3 separate regions of the Mus musculus genome follow, and regions 1 and 2 are each linked to region 3. A link is a contact called in public Hi-C and HiChIP or PLAC-seq data. All regions are on one chromosome and are shown on one strand. The core of a region is the stretch at or near the end of the contact, and the rest is flanking DNA. Distances in the headings are between cores, read along the strand shown.

What was found. A called contact is a pair of places that touch in the nucleus more often than the background predicts. HiChIP or PLAC-seq counts read pairs in DNA pulled down with a chosen protein or histone mark.
Region 1: a contact with region 3 is called in an H3K4me3 HiChIP or PLAC-seq map of bone marrow-derived macrophages, with 2.6 times the contacts expected there. The contact joins the promoter of Rexo4 here to the promoter of Snapc4 in region 3. A contact is called at or near these places in 2 of 115 datasets of contacts at active chromatin or transcription factors (bone marrow-derived macrophages and microglia).
Region 2: a contact with region 3 is called in a Hi-C map of CD8 T cells, with 4 times the contacts expected there. The contact joins the promoter of Fbxw5 here to the promoter of Snapc4 in region 3. A contact is called at or near these places in 5 of 39 promoter capture datasets (the C10 cell line, the SN4741 cell line, hippocampal neurons and 2 more), 2 of 484 Hi-C or Micro-C datasets (CD4 T cells and CD8 T cells) and 1 of 9 other capture datasets (pancreatic islet).

What each region holds. Positions count from the first base shown.
Region 1 is chr2:26,963,107-26,965,806 of GRCm38.p6, forward strand. Rexo4 (REX4, 3'-5' exonuclease) reads right to left here and starts at 1,280. Exons shown (of 8, transcript NM_207234.2): 1 at 946-1,280. The coding sequence starts at 1,212.
Region 2 is chr2:25,499,333-25,502,032 of GRCm38.p6, forward strand. It overlaps Fbxw5 (F-box and WD-40 domain protein 5), which reads left to right and starts at 1,418. Exons shown (of 9, transcript NM_013908.5): 1 at 1,418-1,554; 2 at 2,604-2,700. The coding sequence starts at 2,627. C8g (complement component 8, gamma polypeptide) reads right to left here and starts at 1,174. Exons shown (of 7, transcript NM_027062.2): 1 at 762-1,174; 2 at 507-643; 3 at 257-327; 4 at 66-173. The coding sequence starts at 899.
Region 3 is chr2:26,379,278-26,381,977 of GRCm38.p6, forward strand. Snapc4 (small nuclear RNA activating complex, polypeptide 4) reads right to left here and starts at 1,376. Exons shown (of 23, transcript NM_172339.4): 1 at 1,272-1,376.

The DNA.
Region 1 (2,700 bases), core at 30-2,529, 580 kb after region 3:
CAACAAGATGGCAACCAGCTGAGAGATGTTGCAGTGAGTTTCTACTTATTCACTCCCCTAATACTTAAAAGGCCTGAAGGATTTAGATTCTTGTAGAAACCAGAGCCAAATCCAAGTTTCCTTTAGTAAACATGTCCTCCCTGCACACTTTACTTTCTTGGGAGAAAGAACAAGAACCAGCATACACAGCCCTGACTGTCCACAGGGTTTGGCTGCTCCTGGGTGTCCTGTTGGAAGATCCACACTAAGGAACAAGGTGGAGTGTTGTTATGGAGGCCAAGAAATTCCTTATTGTCTTTCTTACTGAGGCTCCATGACATACACTCCTCAAGACTCCCTAGAAGTCGACAGTGAAGGCATATTCAGCACCCCAGTTCTGCTGTTTACACCGTATGTGACCTACTTTCAACTCAAACCCTGTAAGTTATGTGTCACAATTTCCCCGTCTAAGAAACAAGGGCAGTAAAAGCATCTAACTAAGCTGGGCGTGGTGGCGCACGCCTTTAATCCCAGCACTCGGGAGGCAGAGGCAGGCAGATTTCTGAGTTCGAGGCCAGCCTGGTCTACAGAGTGAGTTCCAGGACGGCCAGGGCTACACAGAGAAACCCTGTCTCGAAAAAACAAAAACAACAAAAAAAAGCATCTAACTAGTATGGAAGAATTTATGAATGGGGGTAGGTATAGAGGCTCAGGACTAGGGAGGCTACCTAATGTAGGAGGACAACCACTAGTGTGGGTATACCCTGAGCTACAATAGTTCCAGAACCACTGGGCCAGAGTTCTGGGACATAGTTTAAGACGTTGCCAGGGTGGCAACCTAGATAAGTGATTCATAATTGAGAAAAAGAATTTGAATGAAGCAGAGGGCAACATCCCTTCCTCCTTCGGAGTCTGTGGCTACCTGACAGAAAGTTCGGGATGAAGGTGGCCTGTCGCCGGTCTCACCTCTTGCAACGCCTTCCAATTTTGAGAAAAGTTCTCGGGGGCCTTCGGCGGTCGGCCTGCCACAGCCGCCGGGTGGCTTCCCGGAACCCCACTTCCTGCCAGAGCTTTGCTCTTCCTGAACTTCTTCTTGGCTTTCTTCCTAGCGAGCTTCCTGATAGGCCCAGGTTGGGGCACCGGCGCGGTGGCCTTCGTCTTCATCTCCCCGCTCTCCGCAGTCGGAACCACCAGGGAAGAGACCGCGACTCCAGCAACCGCGCAAGCACACATTTCCCAGGGTGCAAGCGTGCTCCACTGCGCATGCGGGAACCCGGGTTGCTGTTCTCTTCGCGACCTGCTAGAAACCGAGACTGCATCTTTGGTTCCGCACGTATGCGGACTCTGCGACTAGCCCGCTAGTTAGCACTGGGGGCTGACAGCCCTGGCTAGCAGCGCTGCGGTTGGATACCCAGAGTTTGACGGAAGGGAGCCCAGACCTTCACAAAGATCTGGTGTCCCGGAAGGCCGCAAATGAGGAGACTCTGGGACACCGGAAAAGGCTGGGGGACTACTCTCGGTGTGGCACTCACGGGGGTACGGAAGAGGCGGAGGCGGGTCTTGTGTAGGTTGCCCTATGCACAACCACACACTGCGAATACCGAAGCCTTCCCCACGTCTCTGGTTTACTGACTGCAAAGGCACGCCAGCAGTGTCCGATATTAATGATAAAGCAAAATTTAATTGTGACTATATACGTATACATATACATTCTTAATCGCAGTGTTAATGACCAGCAATCTATTCTTGATCCTGATAGTGCAATACAGATGGGGCGGTCACAGTTGAATCGTTTGCCCTCGGGTTTCTCTGACTAGAGATAAGCAGCAAAGCCAACAGACCACGTAAGAAGGTTTGGGAGACTTGGTGGTGGCTGTTAGGAAAAATATCCAATCAGGACACCCCCTCCCCGGCACCCCCCAAGACCAAGTTCTGAGCACAGAGAAGGCTAGGCAGATTCCGCAACACACTTCAAATTGGCAGTTAAAGAGACTAGGCCTAAGGTATGGGCAAGTCCAAGCAACTCGATTACTAGTAGAAAAAAAAAAAAAAAATCCAGGCTCTAGCCTTCGCACCTGTTGGTATTCTGTCTGGACTCCACCCCCACCGAAACCTGGCAACAGCCAGATATGCTCCTCCACACAGTTACCTGGTAGCAGCTAGGTAGGACTGACCCTATAAAAGGGGCTGCTTGCCCCCTCATCCCTCTCTCTTTCTCTCTCACGCTTTTGCCTCTTGGCCCCTTGTTCCCCCCTTTCCCCATTCCCTTACCCCCTCTCTCCATATGCTCATGGCCAGCCTCCAATCCTCTCCTCCCCCTCCCCCTCCCCCTCCCCCTCCCCCTCCCCCTCCCCTCTCTGCCTTTGTCTCTACTACCCTCTTAACTCCCCTCCCCATGCCCCGAATAAACTCTATTCTATACTATACCGTCATGTGGCTGCTCTCTCAGGGGGAAGGGATGCTGAGGCATGGGCCCACTGAGGCACACCCTTCCCCCACACCCTGCCAGAACAGATCTTAGTAGCTCTTTCTCTTTTTATGATCACAACAGCACTCACTCAGATAATGGTTCTGGAATGCCTAGAGATAGAATAAGATAAAGCCCATCTACCCCAGAAATCCAGTGCGCTTTAAATCGAGCCTTCAAGCTCACTTGATGGTCTCTCTATCTTAGCAATGGGAGACCCCAGCATGCTGGACTTCTGCAGAATAAAACACTCT
Region 2 (2,700 bases), core at 168-2,667, 880 kb before region 3:
GGATGCAGAGCACAGGTCATGTGTGAAAAGCACAGGCCATGTATGATCACAGGACTAGTCCGCACCGTATAGTTTCACAGACAGCTTCCTTCCCTGTTCCAGGTACAGGATGGCAAAGCTCTGATAGTCAGTCTCAGCAACCACCATATGCACTGGTCCACGGGCCCGTGAGACTGCGGCAGAACCACAACAGCACATCAGTCCTTTCCCCTCTGCCTCCAGCCCAGAGCCCTCTCCCTTGATGCCCCTGCCTCACCTTGGAACAAGAAGCGGCCAGGGACCCCTGTGTTCTCAAAGAGTTGGCGTACCTGCCAACATATCCCATCTCTGGGGAGGGGAAGAAGGTATGTCATAAGAGGAGGCACCCAGACTCTAGGAACCCCAACCCAGGAGAGGCCATATGGGATAGCTATCTAGGCCACAGAAGAGCTAGAGATGAGGTTTAGAGTCAGGAGGGCAGAGTAAGATGGGCTCAGGGGCTGGGATGAAGTCCTGCTGGGACTCACAGCTTTCGGAAGGTGCTGACAGCCATAGCTGCACCCTGGGGAGCTGCGTGCAATGTGGTGGCCTCAGCTCGGTGTCCCTGCTCCTGAAGAAAGCGGCACGAAGAGCCCACAGCCACCAGGAGCCATGTCCCTGCAAACTGGAAGTTGACTATGAGTGCTCAGGACTGGGGAAATGGGGCACCCTGGACCAATCCCGCCAAGCTAGGCAGGTTCTTATTGCTCTTTTACCTACCCCCACTCACTCCCAGATTTTACCTTCTGAGCACTGAAATTGACCTGGGCCTGGATAGTGCTGATGGGGGAGGTAGACCCAATAGGCTTTCGAGTCCTTTGGCCCAGCGAACTGGCTGTCAAGAGCAGGGTGAAGAACAACACAGCCCCTGGAGACAGCATGGCCAACCTGCTACGGACAGTAGGTGACAGGACAGCGAGGTGGAGGGGTGCACTGTCCTAGGTCAGAGTCCACTGTCCAGTGCCACAGGAAGCACAGTCCAGGAAGTCCACATCTGTCTTCCGATTACTGAACCCCTAACCCAAGCCAGGGTCCATCCTAGAACCTAGCCTTGATAGGAGCTGGGCATTGTGTCCCAAGTGCAAAGTTAAGAGTTGACCTCTGCACCCCTATTTCCACTTGTGGTCAGTGCTCAACCCTATGCATGCAATAACTGTCTTTAACTCCACAACCAACAAGAACGTGCTCATAAAGTCACTTGTTCAAAGCCCAGCAGCAGAGAGAGCAGAGGCAGAGTCTCGAACCGGCCCAGCTGAGCCTGGCTCAATCCTCCGTCCTTTAGGGTAGCCAGGAGTGAGTACTGTTCTGTGAGTCAGAACGCTCGGAAAGTAAGAGTTTGCGCAGGCGCATAAGAAACGCTGGCTGCTAGTCGGAGCCTGAGGCGCAGGCGCAAGACGGGGAAGGGGGGGGGGGGGGAACGGTCCATCGATGCCTCGGGGCTCTCAGCGTCGAGCCTGGCGCCTCCATAAAGACGTGGAGGTGGAGACTAGAGCGGCGGCGGAAGCCGGGCGCAGCGCAGCGGGCAGAGGCACCGCGGTGAGTCCCGGCTTTGGCCCCGCCGTGCTCACTCACCTGTGTCATCTGCCCTGTCCCCAGTCACCAGCCTTGTGCCCCATTACTCCCAGTCCTGCATTCACCAGCCTTCTGCCACCTTCGGTGTCCCTTGTCCCCGATCGTGGCCTTCGTTTATTTTCTCGGGCCTGGTCCCGGTCATGGGCCTCGCTCTGCCTTGTCCTACTTTAACTGGCTTTTGTCACCTTCACGGGCTTTGTTCACTGTCACCATATTTTTTTCCTGCAATGTCTACACTTGTACAGCCTTTGGTGGCCTTATCTGGCCAGTGATGGCCTTGGCAGGTTGACGTCGTCCCAATCCACCCTCCGGTGTTCAGTGGGTGAATGAAGGAGCTGCTGCCCACTCTAGCTAAGCAGCAAAGCGTGGTCCCTGATGTCTCCTCTGACATTCAGAAACCCCAATCACTCTTAACCACCCTCCTGGCCAGGCTGTCTCCTGAGTCCAGAACGACATATGCCACTGGCTAGCAGGAACCCCTTCTCAGAAGAAAGTCAGCCTTGGCCTGAAGTCCTATAGCAGCAAGGTCAAAGACAGGGTGGGCTGCTAAACCTTGGACCTGCCAGTTTGAGCAGCCCAGACCTGTTTGCTTGTCTTGTGCTCACCTGCCTCCCTGTGCCCTGTAGCATTGGGGAAGGCATCAAAGGCCCCCACCTGGAAAGTGGGGCTGCCCCCCACTTCGCAGGTTCTACCTGGCCTAGTAGTACTCAGGGGCTTGCTGTCTGGTCCAGCAAGTCCTTTGGTGTCCTGGAGAATGTAAGGTGGTGCAACGTTACTGCCTGGGTCCTTCAAGAAGTGTTGGGTCTGTGGTGGGGCAGTGCTACTTGTACACACAAAGAGAGATGCACACATCCCTCCCCTCCCCCCGCACATGCTCAGTGCAGTGGAATTCTCCGGTGGGCAGTTGGTGGGGCTAGCTAGGACTGCCATGTCTGGAACCCCAGACTATCAGTCTCTCCCTGGGGTTGGCGATGAGGAGGCTTGGGTTCAGAGCCGCCACTGGTGGGTTTCAGGACCGTCTGGGCAGAATGTCACGATGGATGAGGGGGGCCTGCCCCTGCTCCCCGACAGCCTTGTCTACCAGATCTTCCTGAGTTTGGGCCCTGCAGA
Region 3 (2,700 bases), core at 126-2,625:
AATCAATGGTGAAGAGACCCTACTCCAGCTTTCCCTCAGACCTCCCCCACTATGGCACATCTACCTACACACAAGGAAATAAACAAGTATAATAACTGTAAAAAGCTGGGTGTAGAAGTCGGGTATAGTGACACACGTCTTTAATCCCAGGAATCAGGAGGCAGAGGCAGGGGGATCTCTGAGTTTGAGGCCAGCTTGGTCTACAGAGTGAGTTCCAGGTCAGCCAGAGCTCTAAAAGAAACTGTCTTCAAAAACAAAATAAAGAGCCGGGCGTGGTGGCAAAGGCCTTTAATCCCAGCACTTGGGAGGCAGAGGCAGGCGGATTTCTGAGTTCGAGGCCCGCCTGGTCTGCAAAGTGAGTTCCAGGACAACCAGGGCTATACAGAGAAACCCTGTCTCGGAAAATCCACCCCCCCCCCCCCCGCCCAAAAAAAAAAAAAAAAAAAAAAACCCAAAAAACCAAAAACCAAAATAAAGAAACAAAGAGCTGAGTGTGATGGCACATAATTTAAATCCCAGCACTTGGGGGGCATAACTAAGTGGATCTCTGCATTTCAAACCATTAGTGAGATACTGTTTCAAACAAAATTATCAAACACATTTTCACACCCAGAGCCAGAAATGAAGAAAAACATCCTGTTTGATTTCTTCCTACTAAGTTGTTGACAGCAGTCTTAACTGACTACAACAAAACAAAACAAAATCCCCTTCAACGACATTCCAATTACTTATACAGGGAACGTTTGTCAACCAACTTGGCTAGAAACAGCGGGATCTACAGATGTAGCAATAATCATTGCCACTGGATGCTTGGCCACCAACGAAAGAGTAACGTGTTTTGAGGCAGCAGCAATTCCATCTCCTCCCACAGCATCGCCCACATAAAGGAAGAAAAAGTCACGTTTTCAAGTCCTGAGCTGGGAGCCACGGTCCGCCTTTAATGACATCAGAGACACTTTGCTGCCTGTCCCTTCTAAGGCCTAACCGGGCAAGGCAGTTGGGGTCCAATGCACCCTTAGTGGCTGGATTCGATAAGCCAGGGGTGGCCGGTGGTGCTGCAGCGCATGCAACCGGTTAGAGCAGCGGTTCGGAGCACAGCACGGAGCAAATCCGGTCCTGCATCTCACCAGCTAGGGGACCTCGGCTGGGCTCCGGACGCGGGCTCTCCACTCCAGCAATGTCGCGGCCACGCCACGCCTCGGTTTCCCCGTGCTGGCTGCCCTGCCCCTCCTGGACACAACGCCTGCTACCTGCCGCCCGCCAATCCTCACCTTCTAGGCATCCCTTCCAAACTTCACAGCTGGCATCATCGCCCGGGCGACCACACGCAGATCATGCTTCTAGCAGTCGCGGAAGTCAGTAGGCTTGCACCGGAAGTCCCACCCAGGCTGCGGCGCAGGGCATGCTAGGAGGTGTGCTGGGGGGCGGGGCCCTAGCGAGGCGTTCATCTTTCTCCAGGTTCCCTGGGCTGTGTACTTAGCTCCTGGTGTTCTGGGTTTGGATGAATGATCAGTGTGTCGTTAAGTACTTTCCCGTGTGTGTCGTCCTCGGAGCCCACAACCTGGGACCGCCAGAAATGGACATTCATTCACTAAGGATTATTCTGCCTGGCCAACACATCACAGAGCTGCTGGCTAAGTAGTGGGGGGGGGGGGGCGGGAGGGCGGGGAGGGGGGGGTCGGTCTCACTCTTATGAAACAAAATACCAATAATTATCCATTATTAATTTTTTGTTTGTTTGTTTTTTCGAGACAGGGTTTCTCTGTATAGCCCAGGCTGTCCTGGAACTCACTTTGTAGACCAGGCTGGCCTTGAACTCAGAGATCTGCCTGCCTCTGCCTCTCCAGTGCTGGGATTAAAGGCGTGAGCCACCATGCCCGGCCCATTATTAATTCTTTTTTTTTTTAATTAGGTATTTTCCTCATTTACATTTCCAATACTATCCAAAAAGTCCCCAATACACTCCCCCCCACTCCCCTACCCACCCACTCCCCCTTTTTGGCCCTGGCGTTCCCCTGTACTGGGGCATATAAAGTTTGCAAGTCCAATGGGCCTCTCTTTCCAGTGATGGCCGACTAGGCCATCTTTTGATACATATGCAGCTAGAGTCAAGAGCTCCGGGGTACTGGTTAGTTCATAATGTTGTTCCACCTATAGGGTTGCAGATCCCTTTAGCTCCTTGGGTACTTTCTCTCCATTATTAATTCTTAACAGCTTCCTTAATTCTACTCTCCCTAGGCAGCTGGGTCCTCCTAGTGCCTAATAATGCCTGTGAGTAGGAGAAGCATGGCAGTGGCTTGAGGCTCAAGGCTGGTGAAAACCAAGCCTGGCGACTGGCCAGTTTGTGGGACCTGGGAAGGGCCTTGGTCTTATGGAGAACTGACTACAAGCTAGAAGTCACCTGCAACACTACTGGAGTGGGTACAGAATCATGAAATCAAAGAGTAATAGTGCATCCCTTTAATCCAACATTCAGGAAGCAGAGGTAGGTGTAACTCTGTGAGTTCAAATCCAGCCTGATATACAACAAAGCAAGTTTCAGAACTATATAGACACTGTCTCAAAAAAGAAAATAAGAGTCATATCAAGTCTGGCCCAGAGTTGGGTTTGGCCAGAGGGAGTCTGGGGCATTAAAGGAAACCTGTAGGTTCCTGGTGTAGGAACTTGTGTGGGGCAAGCCTGGTAAGAACTATCAGGCAA